2 separate regions of the Anas platyrhynchos genome follow, and region 2 is linked to region 1. The links are chromatin contacts, called in public Hi-C maps. All regions are on one chromosome and are shown on one strand. The core of a region is the stretch at or near the end of the contact, and the rest is flanking DNA. Distances in the headings are between cores, read along the strand shown. Region 1 has its middle 36 kb from the start of SMLR1. Region 2 holds the start of TMEM200A (transmembrane protein 200A).

Evidence for each region. A called contact is a pair of places that touch in the nucleus more often than the background predicts.
Region 2: a Hi-C map of liver shows a contact between it and region 1, with 2.6 times the contacts expected there. The contact joins the promoter of TMEM200A here to the enhancer-like site in region 1. A contact is called at or near these places in 3 of 8 Hi-C or Micro-C datasets (F1 follicle, liver and subcutaneous adipose tissue).

Annotation. Positions count from the first base shown.
Region 1 is chr3:63,394,303-63,400,177 of IASCAAS_PekinDuck_T2T, reverse strand. No RefSeq gene overlaps it. Among named protein-coding and RNA genes, the nearest start is that of SMLR1, 36 kb to the right of the region's middle. Within about 2 kb of position 4,172, at least 2 of the 8 cell types and tissues checked have an H3K27ac peak or open chromatin away from gene starts, as enhancers often do. A contact at or near this core is called in F1 follicle, where this site is marked.
Region 2 is chr3:63,567,405-63,573,564 of IASCAAS_PekinDuck_T2T, reverse strand. It overlaps TMEM200A (transmembrane protein 200A), which reads left to right and starts at 3,291. Exons shown (of 2, transcript XM_027454531.3): 1 at 3,291-4,063.

The DNA.
Region 1 (5,875 bases), core at 2,923-5,422:
GCTATATTTCAGTTCCATGGCTGCCTTTCTGACACTATATTTGTTAACAGTATTGTCAATTACTATGACTGCGGGCTATGTAAAAGCCACAAATGAATACAGTAGTAAACGTTAACTACACTAAGTCTCACCATAACTAAGGAGCTCTTGCAAGAATGTTTTTCACTCGGTTATTGCTTGTTAGAATAACACAGGTCTGATTGTTTTTATTTAGACTTAAACATTTATACTGTAAAAATTATAAGCAGCAAGGGCTCAGTCCCAGCTTGCTAGGTGCTGTACAAACCAGATGAAAATGGCTGATCCTGCAGAGAATCATTTGAGTCTCTACTACGAGCAAACATTTTCATTGCTTGTGGATCATCTCTGTTTTAAAATTAGGCAGGTCTGTGTACATATGTCTTTTTTCTGGACATCTACTTATCCATAAGGGTGAAAGTTCCCCCAGCTTTCAAGCTTGGGATGGTAAAAAATGAGTTCTCTGGTTTACTTTCCCCATCAGTCTTCTCATCCTCCCATTAATCTTTTCACACATTATCATTCTCAATCGTTTCAGGATTTTTTGGTCGTCTCTATCTGCCTCATAGTAGACCCCACAGGACAGTTGTCTCTGTCCTTCAATGCTGACAATGGTACACAGTTCTATCTCTGTCTCTTCCAATTTCTGTTTTTCTAGAACATCCCAAACATGAAAACCTGCCTCCCAGCATGGTCTGGGGCAGTGCCAGCAGTGCTTGATGTGCATTATGTGAGCACCATCCTCCTGGACCAGTAATATTAACTCAGCGAGACACTGCTGGTGCTTCCAGTCACCACAGGTTTAAATCATTGATGAAGAATACTTTTTATCAGTAACTAACTCCCATGCTAGCCCACTTCATTATCATCGCTAACATATTACAATTCCATTGCATCACCCACAGTCAGCAAGGTGCAAGAGAGAATTTGGCTCTTGTCTCAGAAAACAGAAACAGTTTTGTGTGGCTCAGGAGGCCACACCTGTAGCGGGCATCCCAGCGATCTTTATTTTCCAGACACTTGTTCACATCACCGAGCAGCCCAGGAGGGCAAGGACTGGACCTCCCAGGGGTGTCCCAGACTCCACCACCACTCTTCTGCAGGGCAAGAGCTCACAATCTGAGTTCACAGGCTCGGTAACATAGATGGGGTGTACACTGAGTCCTCAGCACCAGATGTTTTGCTCTGTACATCTGCTCCCACTCAGCCAAACTGCTTACTAGTATAGATATAGCCTTTGTTCTAGAAATATAGGGAAAATATACAAGGACAATACTTTTCAGATGTCTACTCCCTTTTTGCCAGAAGAATCTTTTCAGCTCTGAGAAATTCTCTCTGTTTAAAAGGCTAGGACTAATTATTATATATATATATATTAATAGGAGATTTAATGGGACTCAGAAACACACTACAAGGAGCACTGACAGGAGAAAAAAAATCAGGCAGAAAAACAGCTCTTAGTTCTGAACAAATAATCCCAGCCAGAAAAACCTTGTGCAGGGGGAGAGAGAAAAACAATACTTCAGTGCAGAGCTGAAACAAGAGCTGCACCAGGGAACAGGAATGTAACCACAAATGAAATCTGTTCCTAGGGCACTTGACCTTTACTGGGTATTATTGATCAAGACGCAAAAGAACCTGGATAAATGCTAGGTCCAGTTCTTTCATTTTCTGCACTAGCAGTGGTTGTAAGTCAGTCAAGTCATCCCCCTGGAGCAAGCTTATTCCTTACATGGCACTGCTGCGTCTCTTCTCCCAAGTAGGCAATAATATTTACACTGGGGGGCTCTCCAGGGAGATTCATGCAAATCTCCTTGACCAAGAGAAACTCTCCAGTGGTGCCTGAAACAAGGCACCAGAAGAGAAGACTTTGTGGCTTCCTCCTCCTAGACTTCCAACAAAAACCCTCCTAGGTACATCTCATTCTTCAGCAAGCAGCAAATGTGAGAGGAGTGCAGAGCATCTGCCACCAGAGTCAACAGTGAGGGAAGAGATTTGCTCTGCATGTCCAAGTGCAGAAATTACATCCCAGCAGGCATGCTCCGTGCTCAAAACCTACTAACGCTTACAACGAGCAAAACAGCTATGGGATTACTGCTCACTTGATGTCTTCCTTTCTCAGGGCCACTGGGCTCGGTTATCACCAACCACTTGGCCATGTTTTACAGCCGCGTTTTCCAGGGCAGTTGTGTTATTTCTTAGTGCCACCAAGTGGGGGAATTTAACACTACTGTTTTCGATAGTCACTCTCGACCAACGAAGAAACGTTGGAGGCAGCTGTGGTGCCAGCAGAAGAGCAAAAAGTCAAACAGACTAAGGTTTTGCAAATTAAAATAAGGATGTGTGTTAGCTGTTTCGACGCTAAATAGGGGTCAAGTTCACAACAGAGCAAGACTTCGGATGTGTATAAATGTGTAGGTCTCTATTCAGAGTGACAGCAAGTGCGTGCTAAAAAGTACTCACAGGAGAAAGAGGGCTTAAGCATGTATATAATTTTAAAACTATCTGCTCTCAATGTCTTGCTTAACAGGTGTGGTTTGCTGAGCTGAAGCCAATGATACTGGTAATTAACTCGGAGAATTAGTGGGTGGAAGCTGAAATTTCCAATAGGTTGATGCCACTTTCTGCTATAATTTAATGGGAAGAAAAATATTGTCCTCTTCCTGGTACAAGGTAATTACGAAACAGAGCAATTCAGTTCCATATAAAGCCATGGCAGCAGTTTCATAAAGTATTGAACTCTTTGTAAGCATGCGAATTTTGCCAGGCCCTAGGAAAGTCACCAAGGAAGAAAACAGAAAGACATAGTATGATGTATTCACCGGGAACAAGTATTTTCACAACCTTTTCAAGTTTATTCTAACTTTTCCAGTAAATACAGGGACAGTGGTACATATCCTACAACAAATATAATTTCCAAGCTGATTTTCCTTTCATTTTGTTCTAGAACTAAAGAGAAATATACACAGATGCACTTCTGGAACAGGAATTTATATCTGGAATATATATATTTGCAGATGGGACTGCCTGGAACATAAAAAGTTGCACACATTCATTTAAAAAAAAAAAAGAAGTTAGTGTTTTAGTGCAAATGCATTACATCTATCATGCTAATTGAAAATGTTATAAGGATCAGAGAATATTCTAACATAAATATTGCAGTGGTGTCTTTCTTTGTTGGAAGCACATAAGGAGGGCTTCTTTGTAATCTATTTTGAGCAAGAGGGAGCAATGCAACTAGGCCATCTGTAGCTGGAGTACAGGCTGGGAATGTAGGTGCAAACAGGTAGCCTATTCTCAGTGGAAAAAAAGCTTTTGCTTCTTTCAGAAGAATGTGAGCGAGAGAGTTTTCTCTCAAAGACGTTCTTTATGTCAAACATTGGAAAACCAAGTGCTCACTCTGTTTATTCAGAGAGCTTGTGGACAGCTCATTCTTTACAAATAGTACTATAAAATGAAAGCTAAAAATAGGCTAACTGCCTTCCTGTTTATTAGCATGACAATAAAATGCCCCACCACATGAAGCCAGCACACAAGCACCATGTAAGGATAGGTCACTGCACTGAGAGCAGCCCGAGCTTCCAAAGTGAACCAGGATCCCGTGGCTGTACTGCCAAGCCAGGGCACTGCTCAAGCATCAGTGCTAACATATTCCCATGCTAGATATGGGCTTTCAAACAGCTGGTCAGAGCAGAGAGCAGCGAGCAGCTGAGACCTCTCACACTGATGGGCCTCATCAAGGCCACCATTTTTATAAGGCTAGGCTTGAAGATTGTTTAGATATGCACTATTAAGAGATTAAAATATATGGTTATTATGAAAACACAATAAAGGCATAATCCTAGGGGAAAGAAAGATGTTTAATTTAAGGAAGGACATATTAACATCAGAAGCAGTTCATTATCTTCTACAGGAATTTAGTCCAGAATTGCATGAGTAATATTGTATTTATATACTCACTCTAGTATTAAATATTTTTTTCAGTAAATTGATGGTAGAAACAAGCCTTCCCAGCTTTGCAGCAGCAGCTAGATGTAACAGATGGAGAGCTTATCTTCCTTAACCTGTGTACTGGGTCTGGCTGGGATGTTAACTTTCCCTGCAACAGCCCATACAGTGCTGTGCTCTGCACTTGTAGCTGGAACAGCAGTGTTATCACACCAGTGTTGTGTCTGCTGCTGAGCAGTGCTGGCACAGCATCAGGACTCTCTCTAACCCTCCTAGGGGGTGAGCAAAAAAGTGAGAAAAGAAGCATCACCAGGGCAGCTGACCTAATGATCTCTGATCATCTGATGTCACACTCAGCAATAAAAGGTGGAAACGGGAAGAAGAGGGGAGGGGTGGGCTCTCGTTGTGAAAACATCGGTCCTCCTCCCGAACACCAGCTACATGTGTTGAGGCCCTGCTTCAAGGACGTGGTCAAGCATTCATTGCTCATTTGTGGGAAGTAGAGAGTAATTTCTTTCCTCTGCACTTCCACATAGCCTTTATTTTTTGTTTTGTTTTGTTTTCCCTTTCCCCCTCCCTTTTCCTTTTTTTTTTTTCACCCTTTAGTTAAATTGTTCAGTTAATAATAATCTTTCCTTAATAAATATATTTTTTCCTTTAATTAAATTATCCTTATCTCAACCCGTGAGTTGTTCTTTACTTTACTTCTTCCCCTCCTCATCTAAGGAGGGGGAGTGAGAGAGCAGTTGTGGTGTTTAGTGGCGTAGCATGGTAAAACCACCACAACCTGTTACACCTCTATTTCTTCAGTTTTCTTCACAAGAAAAGAACCAGCTCCCCTGCCTAGAGTACAGAAGGGTTAAAGAGAAGCTGAAATAAGATGAAAAAGAAGCTGCTAAAACCATAATAACCCACAGGGAACTCATTATTTAGTATTCAATCCATTCTAGATTAAAAGATCCATTGTGATTATGTGGCAGCCTTACACATTTCCCAAACAGGTATCTTCCTACCCCCTTCTTCTTGCATCCATCATCTACCTTCACAAACTGTTCAGATTTATCCTGCGGAAATTTTCCTACTGAAGTGCAATCTATCTAGCTAAATGTCTGTTAACCTGACAGCTTCTTCCAATTAGTCCTTCCTATTTAAGCACATGCCCTGTCTGCTACTGCAGGCACATTCAATTAAGATGAAGAAAAAAAGCGCAGTAGACAAGCTTGACACTAATATAAATAAATGAGTGTCTTTTCTTCATGCACAAAGATATCACAGTTCAGCTTTCAATTGAGCTTTCATTTCAAGGGGATTTAAATACAGATAAACTTGCAAAATGTCTGTTTGCAGTAAGTAAGGGAAGGGTGACATTAACAAAAAGTAAAGATGTCTATGAACATCATGCACCTTTAGGTGGATCACTAGGATAATAAAATTAAAAGTGATTTCAATGCCATTTTAATTACAATTTCTTATACTGACTCTAGTATAAAAAGAGACAACTAATTTGATAACAAGCATGAATTGCATTCTTCCTCTGAGAAACAAAAATCTATAAGTGAGCCTGGTCTCCTGCAAAATCAGAGAGATGTAGCCTGCTCTCCTTCTGTCCTGAGAGCACGCTGCACCATACATCCAGATCTTTGTAAAACAATAAAACCATTTTTCCACATGAAAGTCTATTTGAATAGATTCTTCTCATCCATTTACTTTGAGAGCTGCTGCCTTTTATTTCCCAGGGCCAGTCTCTCACTCTGTTCTAAAGGTACCAACTAGCTTCTCTCTCAGGCAGCCCAAGAGACAATAGTCAGGCAGAATCTGCAGTAATTTGCCCTCAAACAGTATTTGAACAATCATCACCTCCATTTCACATGTGGGAGAGAGCTTCTCTCACTAGAAGCTCATCTAGTCT
Region 2 (6,160 bases), core at 2,042-4,541, 170 kb before region 1:
CCTGGGGTGCATCATGCTTCTTTAATAAAAACTTTACTGTCTCAGTTCAAGGAAAAACATTGTAAAAGATACAAGGTCACTTTGTGTGTGTATGTAATGGAAGTACCTACACTGTTAACTCTCTTTCCTGTTGGAAAATATTGGGATGGATTCAGATTTTCTATGACTGAATTTTAGTTATCAGCTTGTGTCATCTGATTACATGTGATTTAATATTAAGACACTATTTAGGCCTTTTATTGCTTAAGTACTTGCTCACGTACAGACTAGGAATCTGTATTTTGCATTTTTAGGGGCAGAAAACAGCTGCTAGCCAGAGATCTATGCATATTTTGTGGTCCTATGGTTATTATTTATTGACTAACATTCATTATTACCAAGGAACCCTTGATATCTTATGCAGACCAAATTCACACTGATAACACTGAAGAAAAAAAAAAAAAAAAAAAAAAAAAAAGAGTATGAACAAATGATTGACTGAAGATTTCCTCAGAATTAAGGGATAACAGTTTTTGACTAATATTTTAGCATAATATAATATGGAAAGCAAGCTATGTAATTCACAGTATTATTTACACTATGGTAAAAACTTGTGATGAAGGTTGTTTTCCCTGTAGTGGTCCAGATTTGACTACAGTTCTTCATACTAGTGGGGATCCCTTCAACCTTCAAATACATTTGTGTTCCAAACTCACATTGTCATATTTGTAGCCCTACAGCATGGGACAGTTCAGCATCCCAAATTCAAACAAAGTTCTAGACAAAGTCAAAGAAGTGAGTCTGAATCTTTGAAAAAGTTCCTGTCCAAGGGGAAGAACTGAAAATGCCTGCCTTCTCTTTAAATGCCTTCAGTTTACAGAAGACATGCTTACCATTTAATCCACCCACTGACTTTTTTATTACAGGAAATGAATGACTTTTCATACTATGAACTAAAAGATGTAGGTTGGAAGGGAAACTAGAATAATGCTGCTAACAACACAATTTTCAAATAAAAATTTTCCATGCCTTTAAATAAATGGAAAGGGAGGATCTCACTCATTGACACTAATTACTGATTCTTGCTGTAGTCTCAGAAGCAACCACCTTCATAATTAATGCATTAAAATGTTTGTTTTACTGGACATGAGCAATATCGGTGTTGACTTTTAAATCCTGGAATATTGGTCTTGACAGTGGCTTAGTATCCAGAGATTTGCAGATGACTGAGATTTTAAGAGCCTCGGTATCTTATTCTCTCCTGTCTTTTCCACTGTGGATCAGGAGTAAATCCCTTGAATCAATGGTCGTCAGATCAGTATTAAACTGTTGTAAGCAGGAAAAGGAGCAAGCACCAGCTTTCTTTAAGAATGCATTAATACAATTTTAAAAGAATAGAAACAACCCAGGTAAGAAGCAAAGCCATGTGTCATTTGCCTGCAAGACACATCTCCCTGATGTCTGTCATGAGGATGGGCAGCTCTTGCTGTACTAACATCAGCAGGAAGCTCACACAAAACATGCTGCCTACATTTAAAAATCACGATTGTCCTATTTTCATACATATGACTTGTGGGTCATGTAACAAAACAACAACCCTGCAGTTTAGTGTAAAAGTAGTTTTTATGCATGTACTGCAAATGCAAGGGGAAGTTTGTCTAACCCAGAGATGCTTCCCACCTAGTAGCACTACTGAAATGCCCCTCAGCCCCTTCATTCTGTCCTCACAACCACACTATTTCTGAACTCTTTTTTATGGGGGTGAGGTCAGTTGAGGGCATAAGTCATCTGAGGATTTATTTTAAATGCCAGCACTTCCAAAAGGACACGAGGTATCTGAGAAGTACCTCACAGCAGGAAAACATAAATAAAGATGTGGTGATACTCTACCTTGTCTGGTGTTGGAGGGGAAACAAATGGAGATCATTAGCAAGACGTGAGCAGATCACTTTCCTTGCAGTGCCACAAGCCCCCATCTTTTCAGGATAAGTACATGAACTGTGGTGAAACTAGTGCTGGTTCACATCATGCCCTTCATTCACGTTTCATGAGCTACTGGCAGCACAGGAGGGTAATGTTTCCACATCTCTTTCACAGCGATATTTTCCATAAATTCTAGAGAAAATTTCTGAATTTTTCTATGCAGAGACATGGACTATCAAAGGGATTTGGTGTACACAAACATCTTCCCTTTCTTCCCTCCCAGTGATGCACAGCAGGGTCTCAGAGAGCCTGAGCACACATGTCTGTAGACTGTCTTCTCACTAGCTGGCATCAGATACACTCAATGTGATGGACAAAACAAATTACTAATCTGGTAGCACCCCAATGAACAGGTATAAATCTGACACTTGAAAGCAATTCCTTCCCCCTTGAATCAATGCATGCTGAAAGCTGGAAACACAATGTTTCCAACTTCTGAACATGTTTCTATGTTTCTCTTCTCTTTGCTACTCCAGAGCTGGTGGCATAAAATGTCCTCTTGCTAGGGCAAGGTGGTAACTGAGTCTATTCAGTGTGGAAGCCGCTGCAGCTTCAGGCAGGAGTGTAGTCATAAAGTGAACACTGAGAACTGACAAATGCTCTGCACTGTACAGCACAATAAAGTGCATGCACATAAGAGTTGAGGGCCTATTGCAGGGTGGATGGAAGCTCCTAGGTCACTACCCATCTCCAGGAGAGTGCTGCCTGAAGTAAATTTAGGTATGACGATGCCAAACTCAGTAGCTTTCTGTCTTTTCAGGAGAAGTGCTAGGTAAAATAATGGTAAGAAAAGGTGATGGTAACTTTGAAGTCCAGTCAATTTTGGAAAATCAAATAAAAGCTGCTACCAACTCCAGAGAAGCACATTTTTTTCTTCCCAAAAGATGCGCCCGACTTACAAATGTGGGGAGCTCCCATGCAGGCAAGAGTTTCCCTCTCTCCCAAGCCCATCTGGCTTTACTTGGCTTGAATGGAAAGTGTGAGCAGCGGGTACCTAAACAGTGCCAGCCCAGGCTGGACACTAGGAGTGGGCGGGCAGCCGCAAAACCCCAGAATAAGCGAAAAAAAAAAAATGAATAAGAGAAAAAAGAAAAAAAGGCTGAATCATAAAAGTGTCCTTGTCTCTGAGGCAAAACCCACCCGGGTGAATCACTCCGTGCTCCCGCCTGGCTCTCACAAGGGGTCGGCAGGGTGTCCTGCCCCACTGTCGAGCCCCCCGTGCCCCCACAGCCTCCACAGCCCCCGGAGCTCCGCCGGGCGCCGCTCCCCGCCCGCCGGCTCCTCCTTCCCGGCCTCGGAGCCCCGCAGCCCGCCGGGGCGGGACCGGGCTCCCTACAAAGCGCCCGCCCGGCGGGGCCGGAGGCAGAGCGGCGCGGGGAGGCTCCGGGGACGGCACCGGCACCGGGCACCGGGGACAGCACCGGGCACCTGGCACCGGGGAGCCGCGCTTTTCCCCGGGGAGAGGGGAAACTTCCCTGCCCCGTCCCGCCGCGGGCTCCCTGGTGCCCGCCCGCTTCCTCCTCCTCCTCCTCCTCCTCCTCCTCCTTCTCCGGCCGCATCCCGCGGGGAGCAGCGGGCGATGGGGCTGGGGGCGCCGTCCCCGGGGAGCCGTGCCCGCAGCCGGCAGCTCGCCGAGTGAAACTTTGCGGCGGGGGCGGCGCCCGGGCACCTCGCGGCGGAGCGGGCAAAGTTTTTTTATTTTTTTATTTTTTTTCCTTTTTTTTTCCCCCCTTTTCTGCAGCCCGGGAGCCGCCGCCCGCCCACGCCCCCCTCCCACCCCCCGGGGTGGCCGCGGCCCCGCTGCTATGGCACCCGCCCGTCGCCGCGGGGCGGGCAGGGGGCGGCCGCCTCCGGCTGGCCCTGCGGTGGCGGCGGCGGGGGGGCGCACAGCCCCCGGGCGCCGGGCGTCCTCCCCCGGCCGGCAGTGACCGCCCCGGCCCCGCCGCCTGCCGGCCCCCGCCCGAGTCTCGCCGAGGATGGCGGCGGCGCCGGGGCCGGGCTCGGGGAGCTCGGGGAGCCCGGTCGCCCCCTGAGCCAGCCGCCGCCTCCCCGGAGCAGCCCCGCAGCGCTCCCCGCCGTGAGACCCCGCTCCTCCCCGCAGGTAAGCGGAGGGGCGCCGGGCTGGGGGGGCTGCCGGGCACCCCGGAGCTTGACACCCTTTTTCTCGCCCCCACAGCCGCGGACCCCAGCGGGGAGCGGGCTGGGGACGAGCCGCGGGCAGCCCCGCTCGGCTTTGGGGCGGTTGGCAGGGTGGGGAGAGGGACGGAGGGGGGGGCTTTTCTTTCTTTCTTTTTATTTTTCCCCCTCCCAGAAATAGACTTTGTGCCTCCCGAGCGGAGCCAGTTGGCGTGTTGGAGCTGCCTCTCTCCGTGCAGCTGCTACACCCTCTTTTGTCTGGTCTCGGCTCCCGAGGACTTTCCGCGCTGCTATCGCCCCCCGGCCCGGCTCCGACCCCGGCCCCGCAGCTGCCTCCCGGTTTCGCCCCCCCGTGCCCCGGGAAGTTTCCCCGTTGCCTTCATCGCCACCCAAGTTCGGGGCTCGGTCGGCTTTGTCTGAGGAAAGATGGTGGTGGTGTGCGGATTGCCTGGGAGGATGGGAGCCAGATGGGGACGGCGAGGGGGATGCCCTCCTCCCTCGCACGCAAACCCGGCTCGCTGCTTGAGCGGGTCTTCCCCGGGCTCCCCGGGGGCAGAAGCACGGAGCAGCCTCCCCCGGTGCTCCGTAGCCTCCCCTCCGGTGCCTCCCTGCCCTCCGCGCTGGGTCCCTGGGTCAGCGTCCGTGCCCTGTCCGGCGGGGCAGGGACCGCAGGAGGGGTACCCGATTGTCATTAACCACCGCCAGTCTTGTTTTACGCAGGTTATGATAAAGAGAACTGGCCAAAGTATTCCTCTAAAGCATCGTTTTGTGTAAGATGACCTGCAAAACATAACCTGTAGTCACGTAGCGGACCTGCAGTTTATGGTGCTGTTAGGACGGAGGGCTTTATTGCTCAGTGAAATTACAGCACCAAAGGTTTTATGTGTTCTGGCTCACCCCGTTTCTGGATCAGTACACTGGCAACTCTCCTGTTATTTTTCTTTAACTAGATGATACTTCCGATCTATGTGATGGAAACCAGAGAAGTGCCCAGATAGAAAGGAAGGAAGAGTGCATTTTTTCCTTTTGTTGTTTCTGTACTGCTTTGTAAAAAGTAGAAAAGAAAAGCACTTTAAACATAAAATTTGATTTCTGTTGAATGTAACTTGAATTATTTTAATAAAGAAATCAAAGGGTCTTTTGAGTTTGGAACATTTTAATGTGCTTCTCGTGATACCAATAAACATACTTCTAGCAAAATACTTGTTAGAAGATAATTATAAGACAATTTTTAGCAATTTGAGACATGAGGTACAATTAGATTTTTGTTCTGAAAACAGGAGAAAAAAAAAAAGCACCCTTGTGGAAAAAGATATATCGTAGATAAATAGCAATTTGGAAAATAAAATCATATATAATTCTTATTTTGTTGGCATAGAAACATGTTTTATTTGTTGCTCCTTTGTTGGATTGCAACAATGACCCAAATGAAAGTTGGAAAAAGAATAATGATGTGAGAGTTCAGCACACTACAATTATTTTATTCCATGTATAGAAACATTTCTGCCCAATACAACCTCGCTGGAATTGGACCAGAATTCATTTTTATGGAAGCTCTGTAATCAGATTATAAAAGGTGGGCTGTCTGAATTTAATCCTGTAAAGTACGGACTAAGCAAGCCCTGCTCTGACAAAGCACTGAAATGTATGCTGACCCTCCAGCAGGTAAGCAGTGCCAACCTCCATCTGTGGTGTGAGTTCATTGCATATAGCAATAGGTGCAGTAACTTCAGTGAAACAGTTTGCTGGCTTAGCTGTGTTACTGGACCCTTGCTGGACCAAGCTGTGTTTCTCACTGTGTTCTCCTTCCATTTCCATGAATGCTAGGCATAAAACACAAAATACCTGTGCCATATACAAGTATTCACATCAGCCACATCTTGTGGGTTGTATGTTCCTGACCGACTCATAGCTCTCTGTGAACGAAAAGGGGAAATGAAAATGAGTTAAGAAGTAGAATACATGTATGGAACAACAGGAGGAGACTGCTGCTTCTCGTAGCTTGTTCGGTATATTTTAGGAGCCAAAAATTCAAAATGCTGAAAATCAGTGAAAACTCCCA